Regions from separate parts of the Sus scrofa genome. Here all the other regions are linked to region 2. Evidence: chromatin contacts called from public HiChIP or PLAC-seq data. All regions are on one chromosome and are shown on one strand. The core of a region is the stretch at or near the end of the contact, and the rest is flanking DNA. Distances in the headings are between cores, read along the strand shown. Region 1 overlaps SRGAP2 (SLIT-ROBO Rho GTPase-activating protein 2). Region 2 holds the start of FAM72A (protein FAM72A). Region 3 overlaps SRGAP2 (SLIT-ROBO Rho GTPase-activating protein 2).

The links. HiChIP or PLAC-seq counts read pairs in DNA pulled down with a chosen protein or histone mark.
Region 1: a contact with region 2 is called in an H3K27ac HiChIP or PLAC-seq map of skeletal muscle. The contact joins the enhancer-like site here to the promoter of FAM72A in region 2. A contact is called at or near these places in 1 of 5 promoter capture datasets (liver), 5 of 47 Hi-C or Micro-C datasets (heart right ventricle, liver, psoas muscle and 1 more) and 2 of 2 datasets of contacts at active chromatin or transcription factors (alveolar macrophages and skeletal muscle).
Region 3: a contact with region 2 is called in an H3K27ac HiChIP or PLAC-seq map of alveolar macrophages. The contact joins the enhancer-like site here to the promoter of FAM72A in region 2. A contact is called at or near these places in 1 of 5 promoter capture datasets (fetal skeletal muscle), 4 of 47 Hi-C or Micro-C datasets (alveolar macrophages, liver, omental adipose tissue and 1 more) and 1 of 2 datasets of contacts at active chromatin or transcription factors (alveolar macrophages).

Annotation. Positions count from the first base shown.
Region 1 is chr9:66,960,518-66,965,185 of Sscrofa11.1, forward strand. The region is part of intron 3 of SRGAP2 (SLIT-ROBO Rho GTPase-activating protein 2); the gene reads left to right. Among named protein-coding and RNA genes, the nearest start is that of FAM72A, 120 kb to the left of the region's middle. Within about 2 kb of position 1,399, at least 28 of the 83 cell types and tissues checked have an H3K27ac peak or open chromatin away from gene starts, as enhancers often do. A contact at or near this core is called in liver and skeletal muscle, where this site is marked.
Region 2 is chr9:66,837,426-66,841,693 of Sscrofa11.1, forward strand. FAM72A (protein FAM72A) reads right to left here and starts at 2,355. Exons shown (of 5, transcript XM_021063305.1): 1 at 1,648-2,355. SRGAP2 (SLIT-ROBO Rho GTPase-activating protein 2) reads left to right here and starts at 642. Exons shown (of 23, transcript XR_002335789.1): 1 at 642-798; 2 at 2,565-3,173.
Region 3 is chr9:66,922,769-66,926,806 of Sscrofa11.1, forward strand. The region is part of intron 2 of SRGAP2 (SLIT-ROBO Rho GTPase-activating protein 2); the gene reads left to right. Among named protein-coding and RNA genes, the nearest start is that of FAM72A, 85 kb to the left of the region's middle. Within about 2 kb of position 1,808, at least 11 of the 83 cell types and tissues checked have an H3K27ac peak or open chromatin away from gene starts, as enhancers often do. A contact at or near this core is called in alveolar macrophages and liver, where this site is marked.

The DNA.
Region 1 (4,668 bases), core at 149-2,648, 120 kb after region 2:
AGAGCCACAGCAACGCAGGATCCGAGCCGTGTCTGCAACCTACACCACAGCTCACGGCAACGCCGGATCGCTAACCCACTGAGCAAGGGCAGGGACCGAACCCGCAACCTCATGGTTCCTAGTCGGATTCGTTAACCACTGCGCCACGACGGGAACTCCTGAAATTTTTTTTTTTTTTAAGGGCTGCATATGGAGGTTCCCAGGCTAGGGGTCAAATCAGAGCTGTAGCCACTGGCCTACGCCACAGCCACAGTCATACCAGATCCGAGCCACGTGTGTGACCTACGCCATAGCTCATGGCAACGCTGGATCCTTAACCCACTGAGTGAGGCCAGGGATCGAAACTGCATCCTTGTGGTTACTAGTCAGATTCGTTTCCCCTGAGCCATGATGGGAGCTCCAAGCCATGTGATTTTAGATGAAGGTTTTTAGTTGCCCCAGTTTTCTTATTGGTAAGTTGTGAGTAATAACAGCATCCACCTTGTGAAGTTGTTATGCTGATTACATGAGTTAATGTATGGGAAGCCCCTCGGACAGTGCTTGACCCAGAATAAATGTAAGTAGCTGTGGCAGTTTTTCTTGTCCTCGGGAGTTGGGACCAAATATAGCTATACGAGTTAAAACCCTGGCGAATTAGACTCACCATTTATTCCCCTGCAGAGTTAAGCATTCTTAAGCCTGGCCTTAGGTAATAGAATGTCTGTCTCCATTTTCTTCGGTGACTCCCATGGGACCTCACGAATGACAGGCCCTCTTCCTGCCTCTTGATTTTTCTGATATGGCTGCATTGGGAGGAAATCTGTAATTATGTGACTCTCTATAATTGTATGTCCAGTTCTTATAAAAACTCAGCAATTGTGTGTTTTGTCCTCTAAGCGGGCTTAGTCACAAGGTGTCATGAACTACCTTGAACCAGGTATTTAACCCTGGCGTGTTATTTTTAGATCCAGGCTCATCATCGTCCAGAGGAGGTAATTTGTCTCTCCGTCACCCTCTGATGTCCTTGTCCTCACGGAATTAATAGTTAGTACTAATTGCCAAATCATTAAAGGCACCGTGTGGAGGTCCAGAGGTCCCCACTGCACCCTGGGCGAATAAAATAATACACGTCGTGTTCAGCCTCCTGCAGGGGCCACCATCAAGACCAGCAGGCCAGGGCAGCACAAATCTCAGTGATGAGCCTAACAGACTGTGGTTTACGGGGTTGTTTGTCTCAGGAGGCCAAACAGAAAGCTTCCAAGCTTCTGCGTAAATGGCTTCATATTATCCTTTTAGGGCAGAGAATGATAGAGGGCAGACTGGGAGCAAAACATGCTTTTTATGCACAGTTGGGAGGATGTTGGAGGCTGGGGGCTTCCTGTGTCTCACAGGCTCTGCCGCTGGAATGTCAGCAGACACACCTCAGGCTTTCAGCTCGCGGGAGCCCTGGTGACCGTGTCCCTTAACTACAGTGCTGGGCACAGGGGAACTTTTAAGTATTCATTTCCTTGGCTCTTGTAAGCCCCTCATAATTCCACAGTAGACACAGGAAGCAATGTGAGGCGGGTTTGCAGGATCTTTTCCTTCTCAGGAATTCATAGCCAATTAAGTGAATTGACTTTGATCCAGTTCTCTTTTAAAGGCAGAAGCCATGTCATCTTTATTGGGAGCTGACTGTGGTAAGTGGGAGGGTTTACAAGATAAGAAGAAAAGACAGTCTCTTCCGTGAGGACTCTCATAATTGAAACGGGGAAAATCAGACAGGCTGGGAGAGAATAATAAGCACACATGTGCGCATGGGCACACGGATCTAAAAATAGGACCCCGTGTAAAGCAGGGTTCGGTCGTCACTGGGAAGCAGGGGGAAGAAGGTAGAGGGCTCGGGAGCGCTCACGCTTGGCTCTGCCAGGGGAGGTTAAGGATCACAGTTATGCTCTCTATTAGATTTCGTCCCAAGTTAATTGAAATAAAGACTTTCATGTCTAATTTCTGTACTTCACCGAAGTATCAGGCTCTGAAGAGAAACAGAGTCGTGTGCAAAGAGCCCAGGGTTAAGGAAAGACTCAGGGAGAATGAGAAAAAAAATAGGGTTTTGGGTTTTTCAGAGTTGAAATCCGTCTCGCCATCTCCTGTCCTGCTATACCCCCACTGATGATTGGATCAGTGCCCCGCGGGTTTTAATTCAAGGAGGATCAATGAGCACAGCTCTTCTTCTTAACATAGTTTGGGTACAGCTGGTTAAAGAACCAGGATTAGAAAATGAATCGAACAAACTAGGATTATCTTCAACGGGAGGATGCTGAGCCGTGTTTGCCGATTCCTGCTTAAGCAGTTGGGACAGGGCATCCTTGCATGAAATTCAGACATCCCTCCCTGGCAGCCTCTGTGTTAAAGTAGAGGTTGCAGAACAAGTCTGGCAGCTCTCAGCCTGAACCCTTGTAAACAACAGATGTTCAGAACCAAGTTCTGGGGGTGGGGTGGGGGTTTCTGTTGATGCTTGAAATTCTTTGCATTTATAAGGCAGCATCTCGAGGATTTAGCAAAGGAGGAAGTTGTGCAGAATTGATGCTGCAGCGTACAGGTGGAAATGATGCCTCAGACATTTCCTTTGGAGGACAAAGCACAGGCATTGAGTGGACAATGAATGGAATCAGATCCACCTAGGAAGTCAGGCACAATTAAGAAAGATTTGGCTTCTTAGATTTATTGATTTTCTGCTCTTCTCACCACCCCGCCTCTTTATACATGGACTGGATTTGCCAGCCACCTCTTTGCTCTGTTCTCTCTGGTCCTGGATAGAAATGTGTGCCCTTACCTACCACCAAGTCCCCCCCCCCCCCCCCGCCGACACACACACACACACACACACACACACACACGCCGCACTCATGCACACACTCAGGCAGGCATGCCCACGCTCTTCCCGGAGCACCTTCTGAAGCCATTCAGGAATTTCTAATACAGATTAACTGGTATTGTTAGGAGCTTTGTCTTGGATGCTAACCTGATTCTGGTACATTCTCAGTATTTGTCTTGCCAGGTCTTCAATACATCACTAATTGGAAGTGAGTGAAGGTAACATGGCTTATAAAGAATTCAGTGCTGGAAGTTCCTGTGTGGCACAGCAGCTTAAAGATCCAGTGTTGCTGCAGCTGTGGTACAGGTCACAGCTGTGTCACAGATTTGATCCCTGGCCCAAGAACTTCCACAAGCCAGGGCCTTGGCCAAAAAAAAAAAAAGTTTAATTCAGTGCTGCCTCTTTTATTAACCCTCACCCCACTCCCAGCCCCCCAATACACATACTGAATTTCCAGACAGAGGATGAATGAATTGGAAATTTACTTTACAGCATGGTTCAGGGAAGCCATATGGAAAAAATACATAGTACATCTCTAGTAGAAAAAATACATGTACATCTCTAGAAGGCTTTTTTTGTTTGTTTTGTCTTTTTGTCTTCCATGGCATATGGAAGTTCCCAGGCTAGGGGTCGAATCGGAGCTCTAGCTGCCGGCCTACACCACAGCCACAGCAATGCAGGATCCAAGCCACATCTGTGACCTACACCATAGCTCATGGCAATGCTGGATCCTTAATCTACTGAGCGAGGCCAGGGATCGAACCTGCGTCCTCATGGATGCTAGCTGTGTTCGTTAACCTCTGAGCCATGACGGGAACTCCCTTAGTAGCCTTTCTTGATACCAAATTAAAGAGACTTTAGAAAAGTTCTAACCTTTTAATCAGATGAAAAAGGATGTATCAGGTCTGGGCCTGTTTTTGAGCCATTCTAGCCAGGAAGAATTGGCTTGAAAATCTTTAATAAGATTTTTTGGGAGTTACCGTCGTGGTGCAGTTGAAACGAATCCGACTGGGAACCATGAGGTTGCAGGTTCGATCCCTGGCCTTGCTCAGTGGGTCGGGAATCCGGCGTTGCGGTGAGCTGTGGTGTAGGTCGCAGATGTGGCTCGGATCCCGAGATGCTGTGGCTGTGGCATAGGCCAGCCGCTACAGCTCTGATTAGACCCCGAGCCTGGGAACTTCCATATGCCGCAGTTGCGGCCCTAAAAAGGACAAAAAGACAAAGAAGATTTTTCATCTATTTTGGAGGCTAGGAACATCCTTGTGCTATTATTTCTTCTGGAAAACAAATCCACTCCTAGCCCTTGTGTGAATTAGCCTAGGGTTTGGGGGAACACCAGTCCTGGTAGTCAAGGCTCATGTATTCTTTCAGCAAACATTTATTCAGCACTTATTCTAGGGCTTTTCTAGGAATTAAATATGCACAGAAGACTAAGCCAGTGTTCTAGCTTATAGAAGTTACCATTTAATGTGAACTAGTTTAAGGTTGTGTATGCATGTGTGTGTGTGTTTGTGTGTGTGTGCATGCCCTCCCCCCGCCCCATGCTCATGTGCATGTTCTGACAAAGTATAGAGTTCAAGACTGAGGAGCCGGAATTGCCGAGTGACCTTTTTAGTCACCTGGATTATATATGATTCAATAATAGGCACTTGGCTTCATCTTCTTCATCAGCAGTGACCAACAGGCTCTGGCGGGCGCTGGGGACACGAAGATTTATGGGACCCTGCCTCTGCCCGCAGGAGGCTTGTTGTGTCATGTGGGAGACAGAAGGTTTATATGAAAAAAGATAACACAAACTAGTATATACTGATTGCCAAAGGAAAATGGGAGAA
Region 2 (4,268 bases), core at 1,105-3,604:
CCCTCTTCCGCTCTCTCTGCCTTTCCAACAGGCTGTCAGTTTGAATTGCCAGCGTCGCGCACCGATTGGGAGAACTAGAGTTTGCCCACGTCCCGCATTGGAAGGCTTGGGAGCCTGCCCCTGGCGAGATCTTAGTGGCTAAGAAACCGTACGCCACGCCCCAGTAACGGTGCCTTGATCCACTCGGCTTTCTGGTTGGCGGATCTTGGCCACGCCCCCGATCCCATTGGTCAGCCCTGGGAGGTTGGGGCAAGACCTACTCCCGCCTCAGTGAGAGAAGCAAGGCACGCCCTTCGCGCTTTTTACTGGAAGACATTCTAAAGGTTCCCGCCGGTCTCTACTCTCTATTGGCTAAAACTCTCCGCAACGCCCCTCCTCTCTACCCCGGTCCAATTGGTCGTGCCTTCTCTCAGGAGTATGTGTTTGGCTGTGGGTTCCATTTTAATCCCGCCCATCAGTTCTACTTTGGGGTTCGGCCACCCTGGGAGGAGCTTACTCTGTGACCACGCCTCGGTAGTGCTAGTCACACCCCCAAGTTTCGCCAGCTCCTCCTCCTCATTCCAGGCCTCTCGGGATCAGCTATTTCTATTGGCTAAGAGCCCCATCGGTCGATAGAAAACGGGTGGTGATTGGCAAGGGGGTGGGCTCTGCTTCCCGGCGGGGTCCTGCGGAGTTGGCGGAGGCTCCTCCGGGGACTAGGGGACCGATCTGCGTAGAAGCGGGTGGCGGGGAAGAGGGGAGGAGAACTCTGTGTGGGAAGCGGAGCCGGGGGCCTGGGACCCGTCGCGTCAGAGCCAGGTAAAGGCTCCTTCCCTCTCCCCTTTTTCTTCCCGGCCGCGGAGCTGGAGCCCTGACTGAACAAACCCGGGCAGGGGCGGGAAGGAGAGGGCGCGGATGCTGCTTTCGGCAACGCTTTAACATTGTCGCTTGGAATATCTCAGACCCCCTCCCCCCATGACCTACTCCCAGTCTCCCAGTGCAGCCCATAATACTACTCAGGACTGCATCTCCGCCTATCACCATACTGCCTAGGACTCTGCGTTGGCTCACATGCAGCCGCGCAGTCCGCACCCAGCCCCCTCCCCAAGTCCTGCACATGGGCAGCCTCGGTCCACCTTTTGGCAACCGTCGGTGGCATCACTTGCAGCCATCAGCTGCCCTCTTACTCTGTCTCCAAGCCCCGGCAGACAGCCCAGTTACAGCCCTGGACCTAGAAGGATGGGTGTTCCGCACTGCTTCCGGGGCTCTTCCCCTGCCCGAGCCCCCAGCCGGACCTGAATGGCTCCTCTTTACGCGCTCCAGTTCCCAGACATATCTGGAACCGCAAAGTTGTTAACATCCTAGCGCTGCGTGTAGCATCGCGGCCCACAATAGTCTCCTAACTTCCCCCCCAGCCCCAGGGTTATCCTCCCTTTGCCCTCTCCCCGCCTATCAAGCGCGTGCAGAAGCTCCAGTTATCCCTGGCTCCCGTGCAGTCTTAGGACCCCACCTCTCACCCCCCTCCTCTCTTCCTGCCGGCCTGAATCACCACGCCGCTTCTGCTCTCCCTTCCTCCCTCAGTGCGGCCCTTTCTTCAGGCGGGGGAAGTGGGAGACTCCCGGCGCGGAAAGGGAACCGGGCGGCCCAGGAGGGAGAGTCGCCGCTTACAGCGCGTCTTGTAGCGAGACTCCCGGCACTACACTCCGCCCTCTTCTCTCCCGCCTCCTGGGCCTGGGTCGAAGCGGAATCTCCTAGGGCACCTCCTGGTGCGAGGAGTCGGGACTGCTGCCCTCACTGGCCTTGCCCTAACCCCCAGCCTGGGATTGGGTGCGGTATCTGAGATCTCTGGGCTTGGGTGACCAATTAGGGGTGGCATTTAGAGTCACTCTTGTCCCTGACTTGGGACAGGCGGCGGCTGCCTTCCGTCCCCCCGTCCCCCACCCCCGCCTTCCCGGTTTTCCCGACTCCGACCCTCGCCTCTAACCAGTTTCCTGCTTCTGCCGACCACATTGTTTTCCTGGATGTGTCCCGTGCCGAGCAGGCTTTTTCCTGCAGATCTACCCCCCCCGCCCCCCCCTGCAACATTTTGCTGCCAAGAGAAGCTAGTAACCAAAAACAAAACAACTGAGAGGAGGGGCGGAGGGGAAGAAAAGTTGTGCCCGGGTGCCTTGTCCCTCCCCGGCTTTGATCCCCTTTGAAGTCCAGGGAGTTGTCCCAGCCCGGGTCGGGGACCGCGTCGGAGGCAGGGCCGGGAGAGTTCCCTCCGGCTGACGCTGCCCAGTTCGGGAGGCCGCCGAGGTGCCGCAGTCCCCGCCCGGAGCCCCGCGTTCCCGCCGCAGTCCCCACCCAAAGCCTGCTAAGGCGGCTGCTCCAAAGTGTTTTTTTTTTTTCAGCCTTAAAACAAAATCCGGAGGGAGCTTCCTTCCTCCCCACCTCTCTGCGCCGGGCTCTGAGGGCCCGGCAGCGTTTGGCCGAGATGAATGGGCCCAGGCCAGCCTGGAAACGGCGTCCCCTACCCCACCCCCGCAGCGATTAGGATCTGCACTGGGGCTGATCGCCCCCTCCCCTTTCCCCTGCATTTACAGGCAAGTGAACCGGAGCAAACGACTTCCGATCCAGTCTACGCTGCTGCGGCTCCCGTTTGGGATTTGATTTGCAGCATCTTCGAGTCTGTGCAACAAAAAACCGCGAAGCACGCCCAGCCCTCCCCCAGCACCCAGAGACGCACCCGCTCCCTCCCGGGGACCCAGCTGGGCGCGTCCACACCCCCGCACCCCCACACCATGTTGTGCGGAAGGACTTCCACTCCCCGCCTGTGTCGTTGATGTCAGACCCCAGGCCAACCTCCGGGCGCTGCAGTTCTCCTGGCTAATGCTGAGGCTGCGGCTTGGGCTCTAGCACAGGAACCGACCAACGCCGCGCCCGGCCCCAGCGCCCACCGACTGCATGTGCCCGCCGTAGTCGCCTGCCCAACCCGCAGCCCGCGCTCCCCGGAGCGCTGGAGACCACCGCGGGGGGCCCCTTCTGCCCGCGGGAGAAGCGATCTTGGAGGTATTGATTTCGGTGGTTGGATTTTCCCCGTGGATCTATCAATTCACAATTCGAATTTGGAAGAAAGAAGGAAAACATGACGTCTCCAGCCAAATTCAAAAAGGATAAGGAGATCATAGCGGAGTACGATACTCAGGTCAAAGGTAAGGGCTTTGAAAAATAACATAATGCATGTGCTCTGTGGACCATTGAGACCTGTATTTCCATGATTTGCAGGATGTTCATTTCTTTGGGTGGAGCAGGTAGGGGGCAGGTGACCCTAGAGGTGGTTTCTTAGGTGAGTCTGAGTCTCTGAGGGATTGTCCATAGCAGGGGCCATAGGATCTGGAAATGAATTTTTGGAGTTGGCTTTAGACTTGTCCTAGGGCTGGCCATTATTTTGGCAGTCCTTTCCTCCAGGCTAAATGGGGTGGGGGAGGGGCAGGAGGTTCTTGGAGAGAGAAAGGCGGCAATTTGCCTCTGGGTGCCTGGGTCTGGTTTCCTTGAAGGACAGCTGAAATCTGACAGGTGTTTGGGAATTTATTTCAGAGGTGGAAGAGGAGTCCAGGCAGGAAAAGGCATACCGTGGAGAAGGTGTACCATTTGGAGAGCCCTGGGGGAGGCAGGGTTTTTTGGGTTTTTTTGGTTTTTTTCCTGATGCACTAGATCAAAACATGACATTTGCTATGGCATCAGACCCAGAAAGTCTGTGGCCACCTTGGGTGGACCTTGTACCTGCCTGGTCTCTGGCTGTCTGCATTCAGTCAGAAGTCAGAGAACCGAAAGAATAAGGTCACTCACACCCCGTCTCCGCCCTCACCTAAACCTGAATGGAACTGGGATGTTGCTGGGTGGTGCTGATTCTGGAGACTGGGAAGACATAATTGTTTAACCCTTCTGTGTTGTCCTCTGCTCCAGAATACATGCTTTTAAAGGCCCACATCCCTCTCTGCAAAAATGTGAAGGGTGAAGCAAAATGTGGACCTAGAGAAAACAGGTGACCAGTCGGGCACGTCTAGTTGCCTGCCCGACTGAATTTGACATAAATCAAAACCTCTTTCTAGATAGCCCTTTTTTTTTTTTTTAAACCAGCAGTTCCCATAGAAGGGGTTCCTGCCTGTTAAAGAGCCCCAGCATATGGTTGTGCAAGGTACTGTCCCTTCCTGGCCAGTGACTGGAAAAGCCATGTGTCGCTAGCCCATTGAGACCTCAGCTGGGGGGGTGGGAGAGGTGGGTGGCCTTGAATGTTACACCACATG
Region 3 (4,038 bases), core at 558-3,057, 85 kb after region 2:
TGGCCCACAGAACACGAAGTCCACATGTTTCTCTTTTTTTTTTTTTTTGTCTTTTGTCTTTTTTTTTTGTTGTTGTTGTTGTTGTTGCTATTTCTTGGGCCGCTCCCGCGGCATATGGAGGTTCCCAGGCTAGGGGTTGAATCGGAGCTGTAGCCACTGGCCTACACCAGAGCCACAGCAACGCGGGATCCGAGCCGCGTCTGCAACCTACACCACAGCTCACGGCAACGCCGGATCGTTAACCCACTGAGCAAGGGCAGGGACTGAACCCACAACCTCATGGTTCCTGGTCGGATTCGTTAACCACTGCGCCACGACGGGAACTCCACACATGTTTCTCTTAACCCCGCTTCTCCCCTTCTTCTGCTTCAAGAATCTCACATATGATTTTTGGCATATTTGGTATAATTTTAGTTAGTTTCTCAAGGTGTTACCTTACTGTTAACCCTCTTACCCCAGAGAGCATTCTGAAACTTTTTTTTTTTTGGCCATGCCTGCAGCATGTGGAAGTCCCGGACCAGTGATCAGACCCATGCCACAGCAGCAACCTGAGCTGCTGCAGTTTTAACACCATATCTTTAACCCGCAGCATCACAAGAGAGCTCCCTGAAGCACTTTTCTGTACCACTGGCATGATACTTTCTAATTCTGGACAGGAACTTTCTAGAAGCATTTAAGTGAAGAAATTGATGGGAAAGCCTTTTGAAACTCAGACTCCAGGAAGAGATGGTTAGGCTGCATCACTCTCTTCATTACCCACCTTCATTCCCAGAAAAACACAGCCAGAGCATCACTGTCGAGTTGTTTCACTGGGGGGGACGTAGTTCTCTCTTGGCTCAGTTGGATATTAGGAATATCTGGATCCCGTCTAACTCTGACCTTTGTACCAAGTCCCTCTGTTTATGCTGAGAAGCCCAGTGATGGCATGGTTTTCCACAGGAAGATTGTGGCGTGGCATGGTTTGTTCTAGATGAGGATTTCATCTTATGTACCTGATTTTCAATGTGTTTTAGTTTCAAGAGCTGTTGTGTTATTGCCTCAAATCTCCAAATAGATTTTGAAAACACTGACCAGAGACTTATCCACAGATAGGTTTGACTGTGTTTTTGACTCCCAGATTGTAACCCCTTTACCAAGCAGGTTGTGAAACCAATTCTGTCAACCACTCACTACCTCTTTGGAAATGTAAATAAAATAGCATTTAAAAAAAGGAGGGGGGGATAGAAACTATCAAAGTGCATTGGATGTAGAAAAGGTAAATATTGCATCAATTTTTTTTTTAGTTGTGTGTGTGTGTATTGGGTCACAGTGTAACATGTATTCTCATGATAGGTCATAATCAGAAAAATTAAAACATTGCTTTAGCCTACCCTAAAGTTGTATTTGCTTATTATGAGACTGGTGAAGAGAGAGAAGTGGTGCCTTGGAAGGTGCTAGCTTTGTGAGATAGAAGTTGAAGTTGGGGAGTTCCCATGTGGTGCAGCAGGTTAAGGACCTGGCATTGTCACTGCAGTGACTGGGATCGCTGCTGTGATGTGGGTTCAGTCCTTGGCCGGGGAACTTCCACATACTTCAGGCACAGCCCCCACCCCCACCCCCGCAAAAAAAGAAAGAAAGAAAAGAAAAAAAGTTGACATTGGAATGACAGTTCTTAGTTAAAAAGGAACCTGGATTTGGGCTGATTATTCTTCTATGAAGTTAGACATTATTGCGCCAGAACATTATGCTGTTCAGGTCAACAGGAACTAAGCTGGTTGTTTCTCTCCACACAAAGAGTTGTGCAATTTCCAGTGGGAACTCCCGCTGGAGGTGGAGAGGGAAGGGGAAGGAAGAGGGGAGAAAGAGGTAATTAGGCTGAAGTCCTCATTGTGAGTCTGGCTGCCCCAGGATCTGCACGTAGTTAACTCTGGGGCTTTGTCGGAATCTGCCAAAGATTCGTTGTGGAAGACAGGGAAAGCATAACTCATTTCCATTTATTTCAATTCAACATTTATGCCAACGCTGTGCTAGGTGCTGGGATGTAACAATGAATAAGACATGGTCTCAGACTTGGGGCGCTCCTAGCCTGGCAGCAAAGACAGATGTAAATTGCTAATTACCACACATTGTGTTGAGTGTCATAGTACAGACTGTGTGTAAAATGCTCCGGCATAGAGCTTAGGAATTAGAGGAACTGTGCTCCCAGCCTTTCCTATGGAGAACTCTGCCATTTCATGATAAAGAGCTAGAATAGGGGTTTCTTTTCTAAAAGTTGCAGAAGTCACTCTATTGGAAAGGAAAATGAAATTTCTAAGGGAATGGGGTTCATCCAGTCAGGCTACTGTGTAATTTCATGTCTTTTACTCTAAACATTATGTTCATATTTTCAAAAATATTTTAAAAGGTAAATTTGGACAGAATCTCTGCCTAAAAGTCTGGAGCTGCATTAAATAATTTAAGGTGATTTTCTAGAATGTCCTTTAAAAACCCTGACGACCAAAACAATAGGAACTGGATGTTTTTCTCGGATAGAACCCACAGCACAATGCTTTTACTTTCTCTTTGATGTTTAAAATCGGCAGTAACTTTTGGGGACATATAAAATCATGACTAATTCAACAACAACAACAAAATACAAAGCGGAGTTCCTGTCGTGGTGCAGCGGAAACCAATCTGACTAGGAACCATGAGGTTGCAGGTTCGATCCCCGGCCTGGTTCAGTGGGTTAAGGATCCAGCATCGCCGTGAGCTGTGGTGTAGGTTGCAGACGCGGCTCAGATCCCCTGTTGCTGTGGCTCTGGTGTACGCTGGCAGCTGTAGTTCCGATTCGACCCCTCGCCTGGGAGCTTCCAAAAAAAAAAATACAATGCAAGTTGCAGATCTAGAACCCCAGTCTCCCAAATGCAGGCTAATTTACTCAGCTGCAGGTGGACCAAGCCTGCCCCATAACTGTGGAAACAGACTGAATCAAGAGCAGAGTTTTAATGTCTTTAGTTTGTATTTTATTTGCTTTAGTTTTTTTTGTGTTTGTTTTTTGTGGAGTTTTTTGGTTTTGGTTTTGTCTTTTTTGCCTTTTCTAGGGCCGCACTAGCGGCATATAGAGGTTCCCAGGCTAGGGGTCGAATCGGAGCTGTAGCCGCCGGCCTCCACTACAGCCACAGCAATGCCAGATCCAAGCCGCATTGGTGACCTATCCACAGCTCACGGCAATGCTGGATCCCTAACCCATTGAGGCCAGGGATCGAACCCACAACCTCATGGTTCCTAGTCGGATTCGTTAACCCCTGAGCCACAATGGGAACTCCCTGTTGTTGTTGTTTTGTTTTGTTTTGTTTTTTGTCAGCTGACTTTACTTTGAATTTTGTTCCTGCTGACAAATTGTGAATACACACCCATCTATGGGTTTGAACAGTGGCATGTTTTTTCAGGGGTGTGCAGTGAGATCAGACGGCCTTTTAACTGTACATTCTGAAGCATTTACTTCTTCTTGTCTGTGGGATTGAGTCAAAGCAGCTGGTAAAATCCTTTCCACTTAATTGTTTGAGACGTGGCCTTCAAACGGTGTGAGGTGGGTAGGCAGAGGATAAATACTAATCGCAGTTTCTCAGACAAGGAAAGTGAAACCCAGAAACCCAAATCTCACTCATGCAGATACCCTGCTGCCGCCTCTCATGTCTAAATGATGCTACAGATCTATTCAAAAGATCAGAGCCGGTGGTGGTTTTTTGGCTGATACTTGGACAGCCAGGCTCTTTGTGTTTTGTGGGGCATTTGCATTTTGCTTTCTTTGGAGTATTCAGGTTGAGGGAGCCATTATATGAAGAGTCTCAAAAGCCTTGAACCCTCCAAAAATAAAAAGTCTCACATTTCCTTTCTACTTTGGCTCTCTGTTGGAGTGGAACACTTAGGTCATTAAAAACACTGTAGTTTGCTTATCTAATTTCTACTCCATGTGTTAATGGTTTCCCATTGCTCTGAGGAAAAATTCCGCTCTTCTTCAGACTATTTGCAGTACTCTCCAGGGCTTGACCCCTGCCTCTCGTTTTAATCACTCTCATC